2 separate regions of the Zea mays genome follow, and region 2 is linked to region 1. The links are chromatin contacts, called in public Hi-C maps. All regions are on one chromosome and are shown on one strand. The core of a region is the stretch at or near the end of the contact, and the rest is flanking DNA. Distances in the headings are between cores, read along the strand shown. Region 1 has its middle 40 kb from the start of LOC100281271. Region 2 has its middle 53 kb from the start of LOC118476237.

The links. Hi-C and Micro-C count contacts between places; a contact is called where the count stands out from the background.
Region 2: a Hi-C map of ear shows a contact between it and region 1, with 6 times the contacts expected there. The contact joins two enhancer-like sites. A contact is called at or near these places in 2 of 25 Hi-C or Micro-C datasets (both in ear).

What each region holds. Positions count from the first base shown.
Region 1 is chr2:62,947,539-62,954,944 of Zm-B73-REFERENCE-NAM-5.0, forward strand. It overlaps the pseudogene LOC103648686. Among protein-coding and RNA genes, the nearest start is that of LOC100281271, 40 kb to the left of the region's middle. Within about 2 kb of position 4,898, at least 19 of the 20 cell types and tissues checked have an H3K27ac peak or open chromatin away from gene starts, as enhancers often do. A contact at or near this core is called in ear, where this site is marked.
Region 2 is chr2:63,085,345-63,092,750 of Zm-B73-REFERENCE-NAM-5.0, forward strand. No RefSeq gene overlaps it. Among protein-coding and RNA genes, the nearest start is that of LOC118476237, 53 kb to the left of the region's middle. Within about 2 kb of position 3,832, at least 19 of the 20 cell types and tissues checked have an H3K27ac peak or open chromatin away from gene starts, as enhancers often do. A contact at or near this core is called in ear, where this site is marked.

The DNA of each region.
Region 1 (7,406 bases), core at 3,648-6,147:
CGCCTGCGCGCGCCGAGAGGAGGAAGAAGGCCTACCTCGCGGGCACCGACCGTGCCGCCGAGGAGTGGAAGAAGAGTTGAGCTGATTGCGTCGGGAACAGAGAGAGGGAACTTCTCTAGGAGAAAAAATCCCAATACGGTGGTCGGTGGAAGCCCAACTGCCCATGTGCGTGAACGTAACCCAGAATTTAGGAAGAAAAAGGAGGGTATAAAAGTAAAAGAATACGGGAGCAAGTTGTGATTTTCCTTTTTTTGTTCCCTTTTCTATATTTATTATTTATATAACATGTTCCCCTTAAATGCATCAAATGGTGTTTGGCCGAGGAAAGAGGTTGTCCATCATTTTCTTACTCCTCATCTTGCTCATCAACCATGGTTGTTCTTTTTTCCTACTTTTTGCGCTCGCGCAATTCGACTACCTCGTCCCACCGATGGGGATGGTCGGATGGACAAATGCAGCGCGAATGGACAAGTGTAGCACGAACAGCGTGGACAGCGACAACGTACACAAGGCAGGCATGGTGATGATCGGGTTGCCCATCAGTGTGTACGCATCGGAGACGTTGGGGTGTGCGGCGGCCATGTCCACAAACGATTGATGAGCAAGATGTTCGGGCGCATTAGGGATTGACCACTGATCAGGTTCGGCACATACACATGCGGCGCGTGCGCCGTGTCGGGCACGCTCAAGTGGGACATGGCCACTGTCATGGAGTACAAGGGCCTACCCCTAGAGCAGACCGTCGACTACTATGTCAGGGGCACGATGCAGAATATCCGAAGACAACTATCATGAATAATTAGCCAATATAAACTATTTACAAACCTTTACTAACGTTTACAAAATAGCATATCCCTATATCATTGTTTTTAGGAAAAAATGGCGTATTAGTATTGACACATCGCGTATCCATAGGAAATCTCGTAATTGATTAATAACATCTTGTTTGACCACAGGTGTAGCTATTAGACAATATATGGGTTTGATATATGAACATGTATGGTGTTTAGTTGCTTCTTCTACTTTGTTCTAATTGATGAATAAAAAATGAATGGGTCTTTCCTCCTTTTCCTCCTGTCGGGAGAGCACATCCATGAAGTGATCCAAAATTAATTACTACTAATGCTTTTATCAGCGGTGTTCGTGTACCGTCGCAACGCACGAGCAACTAACTAGTATCCTATTATTATATGATTAACGCAAGCGTTTAACCAATAGCATCTAACTCTGATGTTAGTTAATTAACAGAGGTGTCTTTTATTTGTGTCCATAAAACTAGTCTCCAACCATCACTAAAATTCTTCATGAACCTCATTCTTTCAACAAAGTTAGAAGCTCTAAAACTTCATACTACTTTTGAGAAGTTTTGTTCCTAGATCTTTAAAGAGGTAAGTTAGAAGGATAGTGTCGAGGAAATGATCCCCGGGCCTCCCGGGACGCACTAAACAATAGAAGGACATGGGAAAGGACAACTCCAGATGGACCCGCTCCCGATAAAATCGAGGCATCGAGCGAAGGGTCGGGCGAGGTGAAGCAGCAAGGGGGGTCGGGCGGATCGAGGGGAAGCCACTCGAGTGGATTTCGCGTCTGACCGGGACTGACCCACTATGCCGCATTAACTGCGCCTGGCACCGAACGAAACAATTTGCCTCCACTTTCCACTCATGACCTACGCGCTTCTAGGATTGCGGCTCACTAAGGACCAACGGATTATCCGGTGTACACCATACCCTTAACAATAGTCGATCTGCGTCCTTATTCAGCCAAGCCGACCGTTCCTAGTCGTTGGTCCCTCAGCACACCAGATAGTCCGGTGACGTATCGGACAGTCAGGTGCAGCCTGGTGACAGTTGCCGAGCTGACGTGGCCAGCGTTGATCGCGCGACCGACCGTTGGCTGAGGCACGTGGCTAGCATACGGTAAAGATGGATAATCTGCTGGAGATAGCCTTACTGATCGTATCCTTCTTGCATGATAACCCAATAAAAATTTACTGGGTTCCACAAAACAACAATATGATTGTTTTATTCTGCTCTATAAAAGAAAACTTTTGCTTGTTTCATATATCTTATCTCATATTCTATTTACTATTCGAATAATTATAAACAACGTCATCTGCATTTCAACTTTACATATTAGATAGTCTAACAAAAGCGGGCAAGATGTTGCGTGACTGACTTGCGTGGCGGCCACCAATGCAGCTGGGCCCTAAATATCGTCACCCGGGAAAGCTCACAAATGGTGGGGCCAGAGGCAGCTCCTGCCAACCCTGCCGGACAGCGCCCCGTTGCGGTCACACACCTCTGCCTTTTCGGTGTGATTATCCGTACCCCGCCACGGTCCCTTTTGAGGTGCACTGGCAGCGCAGAGGCGGAGAGCGAGAGCGACAAGGCATCTGCTGCGGCGGCACAGCAAAGCCACTGCAGATCTCGCCTCTGCGCCTGCCTGTGCCTGCCTGCCTCGCGCACAGTCCCGTCGTCCCACGGATCTTGCTGCCGCTGCCGCTGCGCCCCGCCCATGCATGGACGGACCGGACGCCCCGCCCCCATCCCCTGCTCTGCTCCCTGCCTCTCGCTGTTTTCTGCCTGCCGCTTGTACGTACTACTCTTGCTTTCATTTTTTCCGCGCCTGCACCGCGTGCAGCAGGCCCCAGGATTGTGGGGGGCTCAGCTCCTAGCACTATCACGTTGTGGTCCTGGGCCCCCCTGGCCCCTCTGTTGTGTTCCTTCTGGCACGGTGCATCATGCGGCTGGGTGGCTGCCTGTTTGCTGGGATTTGATGGCTGCACGCACAGGTCCCACCGACCAGTACCTCCTCCTCTCCTACCGCAGCAGGTAGAGGGTGAGCAGAGCCAGAGGACGTAGACGAGGCCACGAGGGGCAGCACTGCAGCAGCCTGCTCTGCTCGGCTGGCGGCTGCAGTGTGCCGGCCGTGCCCCCGTTACAGTGGCCGATGGCCGTAGCCAGTATGGGTATGGATGGCCACTGGCGGCTGGCTGGCGCCGTGCGCATGTACTGTGTGCGCAGCCACGGTGCACGCCGGCATGGAGCGGCGGATCACCATTCACCAAAAAAGGGAGTCCTACCACTGTGCCGTGCGGCAGGGGCACGAAAGCCGGAGAGCGTGAAAAAAAAAATCCATGCATCATATATATTTACTATTCGTCGTACCAATCTACCCTATAGCTACGGGCAACGAGAAGCATGGCCACTGGTGACAAACAGTGAAAGCCGTGGCACGTTGCGTTGGGCAGGGCAACTTGAGCGGAGCCTGAACAGTGAACACAGCCAGGTACGGCGGCCTCGTGGGTGCTGCGCCGCGGCCGTACACGGCTCAACGCTTATTGTTGGCACTGTATCAGTTGAGAAGAACAAATAGAGGATAAAATAAGTGAGAATTCTGCGCAAAAACCATAGACAACGATTCGGCGGCCATAGCATACCATAGTTACCACCAAAATACCTTGTCCACTATTATTAATAATAACTCGATCTGTTGGTGGTAAGTTGCAGTTGTCAACCATAAAAAATAAAAAGAAAAAAAAAGAGCGAGACGAGACCTGCACGCTAGCTACGTACCGGCAACGACGACCGAACGACGAGCAGTGACATCAGTCGACTTCGGGCACCGGCGGCCTATTCGCCCATCCTCATCTACTACTATGTATACGTCGCGGCCAGCCGTGCAAAGAGGGTGGCGCCGGACCGGACGCGTGAGTGACGATCCACCCCGTCGGCGTCGTCTACCGGCCGACGAAGACGCGCGGAACGAATCCTGGCCGATCCAGTTGCCCGGCCCCGGCGGCGTGCCTCACCCTCCGCTTCTCTCGCGTCACGCTCGCTAGCTAGCTGCAGTGTCGCGACGTGGACTGCCAGCCTACCGGCGTACGTACGTACGTGACGGCTCTGCTTTCTATGGCCATACAGATTGAGATATATACAGTGCCGCGCGCGCGGGTGTTTATTTAAGAGTATGTCCAAGAGACTACTAATTTTTAACTCTATATTTGACTATATATTTAATTTTTTTATAAAGATTACACTCTATATGTATCATCTCACTCTAACAAACTATCTATCTAGTTTGGCTAGTCAGTTGGCTAGCCAAATTTGGCTAGTGAGAGAGTCAATTTGAAGAGTCATATAGCTTGGCGAGTTAAATAGCTAATCTGTTAGAGAGTTATTTTGCTATTAGAGAGTTAAATAGCTATCAGATAGTACGGCCACCTCTACGTACTCCTGCAGGTAGACTATAACGCTTTGGTAACCCCATTTTTTCTAAAGAATTTTCATTTTTATAAGGAAATTAGTTCATTTCCACTTGAAAAAATAGAAATTTATTTAAAAAAATTGGAGTTTTCAAACTATCACTTCATTATTTTTTTAACTTGTCACAGTCAGTTCGACGACGTACGTGCGCTTGCAGCCGCCGAGTAATAATAATAGCAGTGGTGCTGATCGAGCTGCCAAGGTTCCACTTCCACGTCGATGCGACGAACACGGACGAAACCGACAAGGGAGGAGCGCGGGATGGAGGCCACACACACGACGTACGGTTCCACGTCGTCCGACGGGGAATGGGATCGGAATCGGATGCTCTCGGACGTGTGAGGGGGAGAGACAGAGACCGAGGGAGCGAGCCTTTTTCCAGCGCCATGTGCGACGGGGACCGGCCGGCTCCGACATGCCGGGCGTGGCTTCCAACGCCGTGCAGCGACCCACGAACCAACAGCTTGGTGCGCGCGGTACGGAGGCGCTGTTCCTCGTCCGGTCTCGTTGGTTGGACTGGACGGAGCAGCTAGCTAGCCGTGCGGCCGTGCCCAAGCAAGCAAGCATAGCACATGGCGGATCACATGCGTGCGCGTTCGGTTAGCAGTTGCGGTGACAGGCACGGCACAGGCGCGCGCGCGGAGGGAGTCCGCGTCACGTCAAAGCTTTAGCTGAACTCGATGCTCTCCACGCCTCTACTGTGAGGTGGTCGTCGAGATCGGCGGTGGTGCCACGCTTGTTCTGCCTGCCTGGAACGCTGGACCTGGGTGGATGGGTCTGATAATTGGCGCGGGGCGCAGAAAGGGACCGGCGAACAAAGGCGTGATGGACACGGTCCATGAGGAAACGCACCGCGTGCGCGTGCCGTCGCTGTACTCGCCTTTGTCCGTGTCTCCTGGCCTGCACTGCACGTCCGGTCCACCTCGTCCGCGCGCGCAGGCGATCGATTGAAAAGTTTTTTTTTTTGCGCGGGTAGCAACAAGAGGTCTCCCTCAAGCGTGGATTACTACTTGCTCTCGTCTGTCCTGAGTGGAGTGCGTGGTGCTTGGTTTTTAGTTTGCAGATGCAAAGGAATTTTCGGGAGTTAGAAAAAAAAAACCCAATACACTCGTGACTACGAATGCTTGGTCATCGATGTTTTACGCTTCGGTATTTAATATATACCATCACTCGTTACTACGAATTTGGCATCACTACTAGTACTAAAACTGTTTTTTTAAAGACCGGTAGCGATTGATAGTCACCTACTTTAGTGTATCGGGTAGCTCGTCTAGTTCAAGCTTCTCATAGCTTGTTTGGTATACCTCGTTTTCTTCGAGTTGTTTTCCATGCGATTACATTAGTGTAGGTACGACACCACGTTATCTAGATCTTGAGATTCAAATTTTTGTGCTTATTGCTACGAAGGCAGAAGCAATCATTTAAATCTAAAATCTTCGCTCGATATCAGCAGGGGATCTTGGATACAGATTTAGGATGGAAAAATAGTGCTGAACTCAAACTAATAAATGTCGATACCTATTACCATAGAAAATGGGGCCACCTCTGTTTTTTTTTTTTTGGTTTGAACTAACCTCCGCTAGTGTTAGAAAAAAATCTTGGATGCTATCTGTCATCAAATGAGTGCACAGGCCTGTTTGGTGCCTTTTAGAACCAAAACTTATATTGTAACGCCTACTTATATTGTTGTTATGGATAATGATACGCTTTGGATTTTTATAACCATCACTACGTCAGTGGTTTATAGAACGTTTTGCGAAAAGGGCACAGATAAGTTATGTAGTACTAGTACGGTCGAATGAGCTCAGTCCGAACCGGTCTTTTGAAGAAGCTGTGTGCATATGCTGCGTGTGCCAATCATTTACGGCCAACCCTTTCCCATTTTCTTTTGGTTTCCTTTTTGCCAAGCAATATCCAGCCAGCTTTTGGTGAGCCCCGGTGGGTCCGCGGCAGGCCTCAGGGCTCCCCTTTGGCGCGGCACAAATTCCCCGAAAGCCACCGCACGGCACGGCACACGCGTGACGCATCTGCATCTCCCGTCGCCGTCTTCCTCCTTCCGTCTGTCTATCACTCTATCCTCGCGACCACGCGACGAGGGAGAATTATTATAAAGTAAAGAAGGAAAAAAAGAATCGCCAGGCGATGGGGCCCACTTAGACCATGCGGAAAGAAAAGAGTGGTAGAGAATCGGAGAGAAGTGGCCCACGTGACAGCATGGCCCCAATTATCAGATCGTCACTGATTGCTATGCTACACGGTGGTGGCCTCGGCGTGGGCGACGACTGGGCGTGAACGGCTGTGGCCCGTGGTGCTGTTGGGTACTGCACATCGCAGTCGCGGCTGTAATAATTTTGTTTTTGCTCGGTAAAGACTAAAGATCGTGCGATCCAAATGCCCGAGCTGGCTGCGGCCCACATGATCCACGCAGCGTCGTGCCTCAGGTAATAGAGGGCGCGGGTGCGGATCCCTAGTTACTCTATAGTAGTGGATGATTATGCAAAACCGACATCGATCGGTAACCTCCTCTCCTCTCCCCCCCAGTCCATTGTCCACATGCATGGTGTGCCATGCCAGCCAGCCAGCCGTCTCACCAACCGTACGAGAGCACTGTGTCTGTGTTGGTTCGTTGCGCTAGAAGCTTTGGCATATCCATCCCCGCTCTCTCTCTCTCTCTTGGTAATGATGCCAGATCGGCAGCTGCAGGTGGACGGAGCAGCGCTGCCGGATGCCGCTGTCACATGTTGGGTGTCCTGCATCCGCACCGTATGCATAGGGCAGGCGCCGACTAGCTAGCTAGCTAGGTTCACCGACCGCATCATGCGCAAGGGCGGCAGTGGCTGACTGGCTCTCGCGTGCACGAGCGAATCGCGGCGTCGTCGTCGTCGGTGGCGGTGCACAGGCACACAGCAGCACGGTGACCATGAACCACTGTAGAGTAGTAGTACTCGTCTCCACAGGTGCCGCCGCGCACTCATCAGTTCGATTCATTACATTAGCAATTTAGCATGCAGGTCCAAAGAGTTGGCTGACCAAACTGTTCCGCTCGTCGTCGGTTCTCTGCACCGCCACCGCTCGTCGTCGCTCGCCGTCCGCACAAATTAATGCACTGTGAACAGCTGGGACCTCACTATTTACACC
Region 2 (7,406 bases), core at 2,582-5,081, 140 kb after region 1:
GACTTAAAACTTCTGATATTTTTGATCCCTCAACTGGTCCTTTTACTTCTTCCATTTTTTCTGTCGATGGCGCTTCGGCCATCTTTTTGGTTTCTGGTAACAAAATCTTTGGTTCTTCCAATTCTATTCTTGTTGGCGCTTTGGCCATATCTGCGACTTCTGGTAGCAAGGTTGGCTTGGTTGGCTTTGCAGCTTCGGTGGCTGAAGAGGTCTCTCCGGTGAACTCAGGCACCGGAGCTGGTTCAATATAGCGTGGCCGATGTGTGAGGACATTTATCTTTTTTCTTTCCGGTGCTGGTTCACTAGGAGCAGCTGCAGTTTCTTCTTTTGCAGAGGTTGTGTTTTTTCTTTTTTGCCCTCGGATGGGATATCGATAGTCAGGGTAGACGAACCCGATTGCGTCAAACACTCGGTTCAGTCTTTTCTTTTTTCGGCCTCCGAAGGCTGCTGACAGTGCAGTATCTTCGGCCTTCGAGTAAGCCCCAAGTAGTTCATCACTTAAATTTTCAATGCTTTTTAGCCAGTCATCATCTGGCTCAATGAATTTATCTCCGAACTTGAAAGTATACTTCAGCCTGATAAGTCCACCTTCGTCAGCCTCTTTTATGGTCTCTTGTGGCATTTCCCATTTTTCCGCGAGCGGCCATACTCTGAAGGCAATATGCTCTTGGACCAAATCTCTTGTTCCAATAAAAGAACAAATAACTCCGAAGGCTCTCTGGCATTCTTCGGCGGCTTCATTCATCTCAACCTTCGGCCTTCGCAGGCCGAAACTTTGCCAAATAGGGCGCATAATTATACCTTTAATGTCTTCCCGTGCTTTCAGGTCATTCTTCACATAAAACCATTCTGTCGTCCAGTCGCCGGGCCATCTCTTCCGAAACGTTGGCACGGGGCAGCTTGACCCAGACCGAGAAACGAAACTGTAGCAGCCAAAATTATTGTGATACTGTTCCTTACCCCAGGGTTTTGTCTCGTATGATAATTCGTGTATGTTGCAGAAACTTTTCGCATCAGGTTCCAGACCCTGGCTTCTCGCGGCCCACACGAAGATATTTAGCCTTATAATTGCTTCGGGGGTAAGTTGATGAAGATAGACTTCAAATATTTTCAGCACTTCTACGACAAAGCTGCTCAGGGGAAATCGTAGTCCAGCTTTCAAAAAGCTTCGGAACACTACAACTTCACTTTCCTCAGGGGTCGGACAAGTTTTTTCTCCTTCGTCAGCCCTCACAACGGATAAATCCCGGAAGTACCTTCCCCTCATGTTGACAAGATGATTTTCTTTGATACCTGACTTGCCAAAAACTGAATGGCTTGGTCGCCAGGGGCGATCTTCGGAGTCTTCACCACCACTATCCACATCATAACTGTCGCTGTCATCAGTATCTTCAGACAAACCTTCTAAAATTTCTTTGGTGATTTTTTCTGTATTGGTCTTCGACATTGCTATAAGAAACCCCAGATTCTTCTCTTCATCGAGACTCAGCTTCATCTCAGCAGCAGCCTTCTTATCTTCAGACATCTTCGGAGACACTAAAAAACTGTTTTCAGCTCCGAAGCTTAAAAACTTAAAAAGCTAAGCAAATCTTGGTACGCAAGAGCTAAAAATTGAGTGAGCGAGAACAGCTGGCAAGAGAGCGTGCCAAATGAGCTCGCAGTATGCTCTTATTTATACGCCCAGTGCGTGAAAGATTGAAAGCCCCCGCCTGTCAGTGAATGTTGCTATTCTAGCAAAGGGAAGGTGTTTTTGCGGACCTTCGGCTTAAAGCCTTCGTCCATGTCGCAATCTGAATTTATCGATTTAACAAATTAACATTGCGAGGGGCTACTGTTGGGGGCCTTCGGCTCCGAAGGTCCTCAAAAACAGGATTTAACAGCGTTTCTGGAGTATAATGTGTGAACAGGTATCTTTGGACCCGAATCGGTACCACAGTGGGAGAAGCTCAAAGAATACGAAGGTTGATACAGCGTCGAAGGAGTGAGCAGGAAAGCTTCGGCGTGACTGCAGAAAAGGAAACCGACTTAAAGATGAAAAGGCTATTTAAACCTCGGTGGATTACTATAGAACTACTACCAAATGTAAAGGGCATGGATGTAATTTTATATGGGTTGTGTTCCATGCCTATAAATAGGTGAACAGTACCCCCGTACTGTTCACGCTGACTTGGCATTTGCTTTTTGTGTCACGCTTGTACTTTTACTTCCTTCCAAACTGAAGGTACATCTGTAACTTGATGTCGTTTTTATTCTTTAATAATAATAATACAGAAATGAATTGATAACAACATATAATTGTCTACATTTCACTTCATATTCCATATTTCATATGCTTCTTCTTTTATTTAACATATACTGCGATGATGAAGGTATGTCTTTCATGGCCTTCGTCTGAAGATCATTATATCCTAAGGGAAATAATGCTTCGAATGACGAAGGGTATTAACATTTAACATCTTGTGTTGCCTTGTTCTTAATTCATAGTATTTGAGAACAAGTCCCCAACATTTGGTTTTGTCCCGTTAACACATGTGAAGATTGATTAAAAAAAGAGTATATATAGGTACATGTGTTCTTTTTTTATGTGATAGTTTCTTCTATGTAAATATTGCATTTTTTAGGACCAAAAAAGATCTTTAGTTAAATGCATGGAGGCCTTATTCGAGTGAAACAATCTTAAATTTATATCATTTTTATTTGGGTATGTAGTTAAATCTTCTATAAAAAAAGACAGTGTACGATTAATTTATATGGCACTTATTGCATCTCATAGCATTTAATATTCTGTTACATATATTTGTTTAAAATCTAGATTGTTTGACTCCGTTACATGCGACAGACAAGATCCATTATTCATGCATGCATGTGCCATTATTAGAAGTGAGGAGGAGAGCTCTGCAGACCGAGCAACTACATAGAGATATCCGCTCAGAGAGGCTCCAAAAATAATCGTTGCGTTTTGAAATCGTTGTCACCAGACAAAGATCCATTCAGAGTCCTAACATAATTGTGTTTCTAAAATATAGATGAAAACGTAATATATTATTGAGAAGTCACACATGTGTACCTCTCGATCAATAGAGGTGTAAAACCATTGTATTTTGAAAGGAGAGAAAGTAGAGACAGAGAGCGAGAGAGAAAAACAGGTAGAGTAAGATGATTCTGTTTCTAAGAATAATTGTGCTTACATTTTATTTTTTTGATTTTAGAACAGATGTTAAGCTATGTAAGTATACGAACGGAGCGGTGCATAAGTGTATACTATGCGGTTGAATCGATGACCTGAGAGAAGGCTGAGACCGACCGTACCGGGCCCTTTCTGACTGTTCCCTCCCCGATGCAGTCAGTCCTGTCCTGCATGCTGCGCGGCGGTTGCACGCAAAAGTGAAAGGCATCCACGCCTATAGTAGTCGCGCGCAGTCCAGCCAGCATTACTGCCTGCCTCCACCAAACGAGATATGCATATGCAGATATGCTGCTGCGATCGATCTGCCAATGCATGCAGAAGCCAACAAGAGGTGGGGTGGGGGTTTCATCAGTCATTCGTTCAGTCGTCAGTCGTCACCCATCCATCCATCCATCAGCTGCATGTATGCATGGGGAAGGGCTGGCACTGGCAGCTCGCTTCACATCGATCGATGGCATCGGTAAAGCTATCGCAGGCTTTGCAGGGTGCTGGTGTTCACAGGAGTACTCCAGTCTGCAAGCCAAAAAGCCACCAATTAATGCACATGCACCGTCGTCGATCAACATGTGGCGGTGCATCCGTGCATGCCATGGACAGGACGCACGCGCACTGCGCCTGCGCGGCATGGCCTGCGCCCTGCGACGATGATCAAATCCAGAGCATTGGTGGGTGGGTTGGGTGTACGCACGGCAGGGTCTCAGAGTGGTCCGTACTCCGTAGAGCTCACTGATGTGCTTTTCGAGGCCGGGCTGACCAGCACGCATGACGCATGTACGCCATTGTGTGCTGTGTAGTAAACCCTCAGCTCCAATCCTAGCTAACTACAGCCGCGCGAGCTCCGAGCTACACTATACGGAGTACTACCGGAGAGATCGCGATCGCTCTGACCGGGCCCCGGCCTGCAAATGTACGGGCACGTGGCATGCATGCATGGATTGTCGCGTAGATCGAGCAGCAGCGATCAATTGTTGATCCGGCAGCGGGTGTCAATTATTGTCACCGCCGGCGTACTCCTTCAATCAATTCGATTCGCAGCTATTACTACTACTCCTACGTGTGTATGGGTGGGGGCGGCTTTGTCAAAAACATCTCGCGCGTGATCGCAGCAGACCACGCACCCCGGACCCCGCCCCAGTACTGGCAGATGCGTCCGTGCATGGAGGGAGGGCCAGGGCAGGTTCGGACCGCACACCGACGACGGAGAGCTAGGCTAGCGGCCTGTGTCGTTGTAGCTAGCTCCCCGTGCTGCCGCATGCGGGCGCGCGTCGCCCCGTTCGTGGGGCAGGTGCGGCGGGCTCCACTGCTCCACCACACCAGCCGCAGCTGGCTGGCCGGCCCTCCCGACACTACACACCAGCGGCGACTGCCCAGGCACGCGCGGCGGGGTCCAACGGGCGGGCGGGCGGGCCGGCCGGTGCGCGCCTTCATGTTGGCGAGGACAAGCTGCGACAAGCGTACGTACGTACGTACGTAAGCGCAGGTGCAGTCGTGCAGAGATGTACGTACGTACGTGCAGTAGCCCTGCCCTGGCTGAAGGCGCGCGCGCGCCATGGACCATGGTGACTGACAACTGAACGCAGCGGCAGGCAGCACCCCTGTGCCGGCCGGGTTGGCGTTTTCTGCGTGGACGTGCTCGCGCAGACCGGTGGCCAGGGCTGTGTGGGTGTGGCCGTGCCGGTAGCCATGCACGGACTGCGCGCGCTATATTCATCAACGTGCTGCTGCGTACGCGCACGGCCTGCTGGTCGCGTGTGGTAATAATTCGGGTGCTGGAATTTGATCGTGACTCTGATGCAAATAAAAGACGCCTTCTGATCCGTCGTCACGTCAGATGGGTGATGATGCTCTGCTCAGCTGTAGTAACGTGGGGGTGGGAGACAAGAGGACACTGTGCTTACCACCGCTGTTTACTTTGCTCGTTCCAACTTCCACTGTCCAAAGTATACAAGGAAATAAATCACCTCTTGACTCTTGTTATTTACTATATATATATATATATATATATATATATATATATATATATATATATATATATATATATATATATATATATATATATATATATATATATATATATATATATATATATATATATATATATATATATCATTCTCTCCCCATTGATATTAAGTATGCCTAACTAAAAACCATGTGATTTAAGTTCTATTCGGAAGCAACCCAATTTTTAAGAATCGGTTTTTATCTTTTTAGCTAGGATAAATCAGTTTCTTAGTTTTTAAGAAACCAAAAATATAATTTATATAAACTATGTCATAAACTGGTATATTCGAATGACCTCAATTTCTATAAACCAGTTTATTAAAAACTAGGTGCTTCTAAACAGAGACTGCAATAAAAAGTCGTTACGACGGGATGGAGGGAGTATACGATAAATGTACTTCTGGTTTTCAAAAACCATATTAAAACAAATACATTTCTTGGTATTCCATTCTTTCTTCTCAAAGTGCAATGATTATATCATCTTTACAAAAGTATACACATAGTTTGTTAATAAGGTGGATCTCTTGACCTCAAATGCACTTATTACATAAAGAGCTCCAAGCAGGTCCTCGCACATGCACGAGCCGGCTCCGTAGGCTGCATGCCATCTATGAGTGGTAACGAGCTCTAAATTTTAGACTACAAAATTTAAGAATCGAATGGTATTTAGATCAGACTTTTTTATTCATTTTTGAACTAAAATTAATTAAAGTCTCAAACGAATCGTGAAGATACATTTGGATCATGATTCATTGCCATCTATAATTCTATATATCCTTAATTATAGCTTGTCGTTAGCTAGCTTTCACAGAACCGAGTGGACTTAGGGCCTGTTTGTTTACCCCCCAGATTATATAATCTGGATTAAATAATCCTAAGAGTCAAACAAACAGTCCAGCTTATTTACCCAGATTATATAATCTAACCCCTTGGATTATGATAATCCATAAGCAAGTGAGGAGGTGCTTATTTCAGATTATTTTTTTCCCACTTCCCCACTACCCTTTCAAGTTTTCTAGAAATTACCCACCATTGCCATTATAATCTACCGAATCGTTTTTGCGCCTAGTACTAGTCAATTTGGGGATGAAGAAGGTGACATGAATGCCTTCCGTGATAATATTGCTAATGCAATATTTGCCAATGTCAATTGAATTATTATTTTTTCATATATGAGTTTCAACCTAGTACAAATATAGAGGGCATTCTTGTCTTCCTCATACAAAAGAATCCTATTAACAACTCAAATAATCTAGGTAAACAAACAGGACTACTCAGATTATATAATCCAGATTATATAATCCTCCAAAAATAATCCAGATTATATAATCCATGGGGGTAAACAAACAGGCCCTTACTCATTTTCCAAAACCTTCCTTCAACTATGCATACATAAGAATTGATAGTGAAACTTCCACATAAACTTTCAACCACGGATCAAAAAGGGTACATGAGCGTGATTGGCTCACTTAAGTACTTGATGTCGGTGAGGCCGGACATACACTTCGTTGTGTGCATGTATGCTCGATTTTAGGCTTTTCCGCGCACATCCCACAAGCACACAGTCAAAAGGATCAGGAGGTACATCTATTTCACTATTGACTTTAGACTTTCGTAGGATGTTGTGGCTTCTCGCTTGGATCGCAAGTAAACTCCTAGAACTTGTCAGTTTTTGAGGTCTTCATTGATTTCTTGGTCTTCTCGCAAGTTTTCTAGCATAGCTTAATCCATCATAGATGTTAAATATGTTGTTGCTGCTAGCTGTTGCTCACATTTGCTTTGGATGATGACTACTTCGAGATGTTTTACTTAAAATGTTAACGTGTGCCTTTGCTTTATGATAGCACCAATGCATTAGTACTGCCAAAAATCTAGTGTCGCACTCAAATATCAGACACATAGATGTCCACATTGATTTTCTAAGAGATCAATATGGGTTAGAGGACATAGTCTTATGCCATATTGACACCCACAGATGACAATGTTGATATTGCTGAAATCCTCTAAACCCGTTGACCAAGCCATATTTGCTCATTTGCGCGGGGGCTTGAGTGTGTGTTTCCTTTTTTTAGAGGAGGGAATCATTACTTGTATAGTAGTGCTTTTGGCTTTTCTTTATCGTTTTATTCTTATTTTGGCTTTTGTAATATATTTGCATTGCATCTCATCATGTATCATATAGCATTTTGAGCTTCATGTGTATATCTATTAGATTGTG